2 separate regions of the Mus musculus genome follow, and region 2 is linked to region 1. Evidence: chromatin contacts called from public Hi-C data. All regions are on one chromosome and are shown on one strand. The core of a region is the stretch at or near the end of the contact, and the rest is flanking DNA. Distances in the headings are between cores, read along the strand shown. Region 1 overlaps 4930556G01Rik (RIKEN cDNA 4930556G01 gene). Region 2 has its middle 81 kb from the start of Gm32173.

Region 1 (3,612 bases), core at 823-3,322:
GTAATAACACTATTTGACATTTTAAATATTTACCTTATAAAATTAATAATAATAATAATAATAATAAATGTTAAAACTAGTAATTAGGCAAGGAAATAATGTCTTAAACTCAGTCAGTCCTTGAACTGAGACTCACAAGTCTTGCTGTATAAAACATTCAAGTGTCTTCCAGCTGATATAAATGTCATAGTGAGGGGCTTTAATATAGCACTAGACAACCGATGAGAGCATCACTGAAGCTGTCCAAATCATGCATCAATGTACATTATTTGTCATCTGAAAGCTCAGTGTTGCAAAACAACTCTGATTCACACATGTTAGTTTCACTGCACTGTTCCATAGTAGACTCAAGGTACCACTGTGTGAATCTGAACTGTTTGTGAAGCAAGGATTTGACTTTGTGATATAGCATATTTCTTAGTAATAATATTTTTTCTTAGTAATATTTCAATAGAGAGTAAACAGATTTTGATCCATGTTTTATGAAGCTAGCCAAGGAATATCAGATTTGTAACAGTGAGTTCATATTTCTCATCTTGATTCTCATTTTATTGTAATATGAATATGCTAATTAAGCCAAGTCCATAGCAGATATTGTACTGCAGAACAGGTGTAGAGATGATACTGGCCAGGGTTCTAAGAATTATATTAACAGAAAGACACACCTTAAATGTATGGAGGTAAGAATCTTCCAAGCTAGGAATCCAGGTGGACTTAGACTTTGTATGATTAATGTGACCTGAAAAAAATTAAAACAGAGAAAAGTCCGGTTCAGGTTTGAGCTTTGCCATCTGCAACAATCATAAAGGCTCTAGTGACAGTGAGAAATGAAGAGAAGTGGTAGTAATGGAAGTTCCTCTCCAACTCACCCCTTTAAGTTCCACTTCATAGGGCTGTTCAGGGACATAATAACAGGCCACAAACACAACTGCCCTTCAATACATGAAGGTGAGCTGCGTGGAGGTGGGCAGAAGGGCTACAAAGGGCGGTGAAGCACAATGGGAAAAGCATAAAACAGCTGTTGATCACTGGGAAGTAGGAACAGCAAACAGGCAGGGCCTGCAGGAGCCAGGCAGAGGAGAGGCCTCTCAGAGGTAGGGAGACAACAGAGCTTTCCACGAGGCAAATTGGCTGAGTTACAAACAGCAGGAAGCTGGGCAAGTCAACTGAAGGGTTTCCCCTTGTACTATGGCCTGGGGTACTCGACAAGTCTGGCAGTCCTCTCTCTCTCTGCAGTTGGTATATAGATTCAGACATGTCCTAAAGGCAACTAGAAGTGTAAAAGAAAAAACATAAAGCCAGGGCTGTGTGTTTATTCACAAGGCTCTACCACCTACCAGGTCAGTGAACTTGGGCAAGCCACTTGACCTCTGTTGCTCAGAAGCACACTTTGTACTGGCTTGCCAACCAACCAAGCAACTCATGTTAGTTTCCTTCTCTGAACTCTTTCTCATCCCTGGCTTATCCAGCATTTGGTTCATTTATATGCTGGCATAGAGCATCAGGATAAGTGCCTGAAGCCCTGGGAAATACTCAGGGAAATCTATTGCTATTTTTGCCACAGAAACCAGTTCCCTTTCTTGTTAACAATGGAAAACCACACACACATGCACACACACACACACACACACACACACACACACACACACACACACCCTATCCTGCTGTATGTAATCATTTCAGTCGATTGAGAAATTGTTCCTGTCTTTCACTGCAGAAATTGTCCCCATTCTTTATCTGGGATTACTTTTGCTCTGTGAAACTCTCTGGAATTTCAGAATCCTTGGTGAATTGCTTCCAGTTGAGATTCCACATGCAGACCTTTGTTGCTGCTGTTGCTGTTGTTTTTGCTGCTGCTATTGTTGTAATCCCTAGCTGCCAACCTTCTTGTCTTTTAAAACCTCAAGCAAAGCCAGTCACTGCATTGGCTTTGCTCTTATCCAAATGTGCCTGTGCTTCTTGACCACAAATTAGGGCACAAATATGTTTGGAACTGCCAATCAGCCTTGGATTCACCAAGCTTTTTAAAGTTCTAGTGTGTGCCACAGAGAGCGGTATCAGATATCATTTGCATACTTACAATCAGCTAGTGAGAGAATGCCTGAGAGGCAGCAGAGATGCATGGCAAGTGCAAAGTCACTTTCAGATTTGCATTCATTTTGGCTTTAAATGGAGAACAGAGGCCCCAACTGGAAGGACCTCTCCTTGTGTTCAGTTTGATTCAGCAGAGACTATGCCTCCAGAGTTGTTCAACTCTTTGAAGGAGTATTGTGATCTTCCTATGAGGCATTCTTCCCAACAATGTTTGACATAGCTAGTAGGCATTAGTATCCATAATTTAGTGAAAGAACTGAATCAAAAACAGGTTTGAATGACTTGTTCAACGCTGCAGGAAGTCACAGCTGAGGCAGAGGAAGAATCTAGAGCTCTGTGCTGCCTCCCCATCTGTTGCTAAGCCCCATTAGCCATATTTCCTACCTGTACCCTATAATTAGCCAAAATGAGTGCTGCCAAATCAGGTCTTTGCATTGATTTTTTTTCCCTCACATTTCCTTTCCTTTATGTTATTCTTTTGACTTGCAAGACATTATAAGAATAAAACTACCCTCCCTCAGGTCAGGAACAACAATAATCTTTATGAACTAGAATTCATTTATTCTGATGATTACGGGCACAAAGAGTTAATGTTTCTGAAGGCAGCAGCAGCTGATGCAATTCTTGAGAGAATTGTGTTCTACTTAAATGACAGGTCCCAGCATCTGACTGATACATCTACATTTTTCCCCAGTTGCATGGTGTGATGGTTTGTATATCCTTGGACCAGGGAGTGGCACCATCTGAAGGTGTGGCCTTGTTGGAATAGGTGTGACCTGGTTGGAATGGGTGTGTCACTCTGGGTGTGGATATAAGATCCACACCCTCGTTGCCTGAAAGTCAGTCTTCTACTTTGGATGAAGACATAGAATTCTCAGCTCCTCCTGTGCCATGCCTGACTGGATACTGCCATGCTCCCACTGTGATGATAATGGACTGAACCTCTGAACCTGTAAGCCAGCCCCAATTAAATGTTCTTTATTAGACTTAATGTTGGTCATGGTGTCTGTTCACAGCAGTAAAACCCTAACTAAGACAGAAGTTGGTACTGGGAGTGGGGTATTGCTGTAATAGGCCTGACCATGCTTTTATTTGAAAAAATGTAGATTTTTGGACTTTGGATTTGGAAAGCTGTGGAATGCTTTAAATGGGGCTTAATGGGTCATCCTAGTAGGAATATGGAAGACTTTGTTTCTGGGAGTAATTTGAACTGTGTTGACCTGGCCCAAGAGATTTCAAAGAAGTCTTTCAGTATGTGGCATAAAGACTGTTTTTGTGGTATTTTGGTGAAGAATGTGGCTACTTTTTACTCTTGTCTAAAAAGTCTGCCTGAGGCTAAGGTGACGAGACTTGGATTAATTGCATTGACAAAGGAAGTTTCAAAGAAGCCCAGCAGAGAATTTGTTCTCTGGTTAAGTCTCACAAAGAGAAGTTTGAACAAGCATAGCAAGCTTAGAAAGGCAAAATATAAAATATATGGTTCAAATATTAAAGGAGTACCAGGAAGTGAAATGGAGC
Region 2 (3,612 bases), core at 285-2,784, 630 kb after region 1:
AGACAGACAGACAGACAGACAGACAGACAGACAGACAGACAGACAGACAGATAGATAGATAGATAGATAGATAGATAGATAGATAGATAGAATAATGAAGTATACATTTTAGAACATTGTAGGTATAATTTTAGAAAAAAAGGGGGAGAACTGGATACTAAGATCCTTAAATAATAGTTTTTCAAAGCACACAACTCCACTTTATAAGTGAGTTTCTGTCTTCCTTTATGCCACCCTCTTCCTCTCTAGATTCCTGAGTGCAACTGACCTTTCTTATAAAAATGACCTTTGTTTGCATTAAGGCTGATGTGCTTCTTATGGGGCCACAGAGGTGCTTACGAGAGGAATGGAGCCTATCTATCTGTAATGATAATCGGCCTAAAACAGCTTTACCAATAGCCCTCCCAGTCATTAGAATAGACAGTGACTCTGTTTTATGAAACTCTCACGGTTTTTATGGCCATTCCGTTACCTAAGGCACAGATTTGCGGGAAGCTCCTGCCATGATCACTGGCACAAAGCTCCATAATTCCCGACAGGAAGGCTGGAGTGTGGTCGCTGATCCTGGTCAGAACTGTTAACAATGCCATGAGTCATGGATGCCACCTGCTTGCAAGTTAACTTGCTGTGAATGGGGCGTATTAAATGACTCATTTAAACCTCAGCCAAACACCAAATAAATGGATAATGTATTCAAATGCCCTGAAGAAAAGGAACGGTGATGTTTGTTTCTGTCTCAGAGATTAGGTGTATAAGTTACTGGATAAATAGTGCCCAGCTAGTGCGTGCAGACGTCAAGAAGCACCACACAACTACTTTGCACCGAACATGCAGGTCGCTAGAGAAATCCAAGAGCCAAAGCCCCTCCACACCATCGCATTCTTTTCTCTAACAGCCCACATACATTTGGAGGAACCCTTGCTAAGCAGATTATGTCTTGACTAGACTCTGCCGAGCACTTACAAAGTCCACTGCAGGTTACCCCACCAAGGGCATCTGCCTAAAAATTTTTATTCCTATAAAATGAGAAACTGAAAATAACCAAAACAAAAATTGAGTGTTTAACGAATCGTTGCCCTGGCTGAACCTTTATTGTTGTTTGTTTGTTTGTTTGTTTGTTATTTCAAGTGGTTTCAAGTATATTTGCAGACATGAGAGTTGCCAACACACCAGGCTGTCACTCTGAAAATTTTCAGCGGAGAGTAATAGATTCCTAAGCATGAATGTGTCTAGTCTCTGGTAAACTCTATTCTGAGAAAACCCACTGACTTCACTTTGAAGATTTTGCATCAGTCTCTGGAGGCAAACGGGGCAACAGTCCAGAGCGTTCTTGGCTGTCAGCACAAAGAAGGCTGCACATCAGAAACAAGGGGAAATGGCAAACTTCAGCAAAACAAAGACCTGTCCTGGTTTTGAAAGACAGATAGAAAGGGAACAAGATAGGACACACGATCACCTCAGTCGCCTGCCAAGTTCATGAAGTAGCTCCAAACAGACTGCAAGTTCCACTGTAAACGAGAAACCGTAATTACTGCTAGAAAAACTGGAGAGAGAAATTCCACAGAGCTGACGAGAGCTAATTGCAGTCAGGCAGTGAAGTACAGATAGAGTTTTGAGTGAAGACAGACCCGGAGCAACAGCCGATGGGAGGGGGGTCGTCAGCATCTTCCTCAAAACAAACCACCCTTGCAAGAGCTCTGCCAGATGCATGGAGCCCAGAAGTCAGGCTCCAGAGAGACATGGAAGAGCCTTCTGTGGCAGCCAGGCATCTCTGAGTTACTTTATTCAGTTTTCTAGAGGAAAATTCTCAATGGTAGGTTGGGTTTCGCGGACACCTATGGCTGTTCTCCGGGGAGCCAAGCAGCGTTGCCATAGTGAAATATCAAGCCAGTCAGGGAGCCGGGTTGGGGAAAGATGGTCCTTAAACTCTGAGTGGATTGGAATCTGGGTTGACACACTGCCAGGCGTTGTGCAAGGTAATGACTACCTAATCAAATTCCACACTTCATTCTTTGCTTCTTCTGTGCTGTGAAACTACTTTCAGCCAAGGGGTAAGCACAGGAGAACTTGTGGCTCACCTAGACATGCCTGCTGGTGCCCTGCAAGGAAGCTGACATCCAAGCAAGTTGAGAGGGGTGGTTATCATCTCACACTCTTAAGACAAGCTTTAAAGGAATTGTCTCTGTAGGAGTCTTAGAGAACACTCTAATTTAATATAAGCTAGAGACATATTGCCCTCTTTGCTCCAAAGGAATTTCATTTCACTGGATACTAAATTTACTCTTTATAACATACTCCTTACCCCACCCCCACCCCCGTGGAAAAAAATGTGAATAAAATGCTATCGTGAGATATATTCTTTTGCATTCGTGGAATAAGAAAACATGTGGAGAACCATTATTATATAGTATTGAGGAATTATTGGTGCTAAATAATTCTAAGCATGCTCTAATGAAACCTACTTTTAGGGACTTTATTAAATCTTAAGTATTACCATCTTATTACATAAAAATGGCATGTCCAGGAAACTTCTCAGTCTTTGAGCACCTAAATAGTAATTTCTAAGCTATATTTCAGAATGAAAAGCAAGTCACCTAATGGAAAAAAAAAACATGAAAAATCTTGGAGATGGTTGGTATTCTCTGCTCCAGTCATTTAGAGTTATCGGTAAAGCCTATTGAGAAATGTAAGTATTAATGTGACTTTAATGGACGCTACCTCTTTAGCAGAAGCATGGACAGGCCTGAGTTCTTAAAATGTATAGTTATGTCCTCCCAAACAAAAGCTTGTCCATGGGCTCAAAATCAGTCATGAAATGAGGGTCTATCCCAGACTGATCACCTCTCTTCACCTGATCGAATCTGCTTACTGAGTGTGGTAAAGATGAGATCAAAGTTAAAATTCATCAAAGTCAGCATGTTAATGATTGCATTTCATAATCATAATCCTTAAATTATCTGAGGTAACATTTGCTTTCATTCAGAGCAAAACAGATTTTTTTTTTATGCTATAGAATTTTTTTTTCTGTTAGTATCATTTGTGTGTCTGTTGAGGAAAATCTTTGTTTCTCTATTTCTGTTTTGTTAGGGGTTTTTTTTGTTTTGTTTTGTTTTTTTGTTTTTTTTTTTGGTTTTTTGTTTTTTTGAGACAGGGTCTCACTAGGTAACCTCGGGTGGCCTGGAACTTGCTATGTAAACCAGGCTGGCCTTGAATTCTGGAGTGCTGGGATAAAAGACATGAGCCACCAGACACCAGTAAAGCAGTTTTCATTCAAAACAGCATTTCCCATCTGCAAAGACTGTGCCTGGGACTCTGGGCAGATAGCTCCTTCTTCTGCTGTGTCTCCTGCAATGGTGTGGCAGAGCTTCCAAGAGATCAGGGGCATTGTTCAGCTTTGGGCTTTCCTTTCAGTCAGGCTCCTGGTAAGCACACTTATCATGCCTGCTGCAGTGAGGAGCCACTCCTAAATCTAAGACACCCAGGGGGAACTGTCCAGCAGGCAGCCTGAACCCAAGAGTTCTTTCTTTGACTTTCCTTCAGCTTATCCCATAGAGTGATTGTCTCTAGCTCCCCTAGGATCCACCGTGGATCCTAGAGTACACACATGGATCT

Evidence for each region. A called contact is a pair of places that touch in the nucleus more often than the background predicts.
Region 2: a contact with region 1 is called in a Hi-C map of cranial neural crest, with 1.8 times the contacts expected there. The contact joins two enhancer-like sites. A contact is called at or near these places in 3 of 484 Hi-C or Micro-C datasets (cranial neural crest and uterus).

The regions. Positions count from the first base shown.
Region 1 is chr4:30,775,174-30,778,785 of GRCm38.p6, forward strand. All of the region lies in intron 2 of 4930556G01Rik (RIKEN cDNA 4930556G01 gene), which reads left to right. Among named protein-coding and RNA genes, the nearest start is that of 4930556G01Rik, 110 kb to the left of the region's middle. Within about 2 kb of position 2,073, at least 5 of the 459 cell types and tissues checked have an H3K27ac peak or open chromatin away from gene starts, as enhancers often do.
Region 2 is chr4:31,403,612-31,407,223 of GRCm38.p6, forward strand. No RefSeq gene overlaps it. Among named protein-coding and RNA genes, the nearest start is that of Gm32173, 81 kb to the left of the region's middle. Within about 2 kb of position 1,535, at least 39 of the 459 cell types and tissues checked have an H3K27ac peak or open chromatin away from gene starts, as enhancers often do.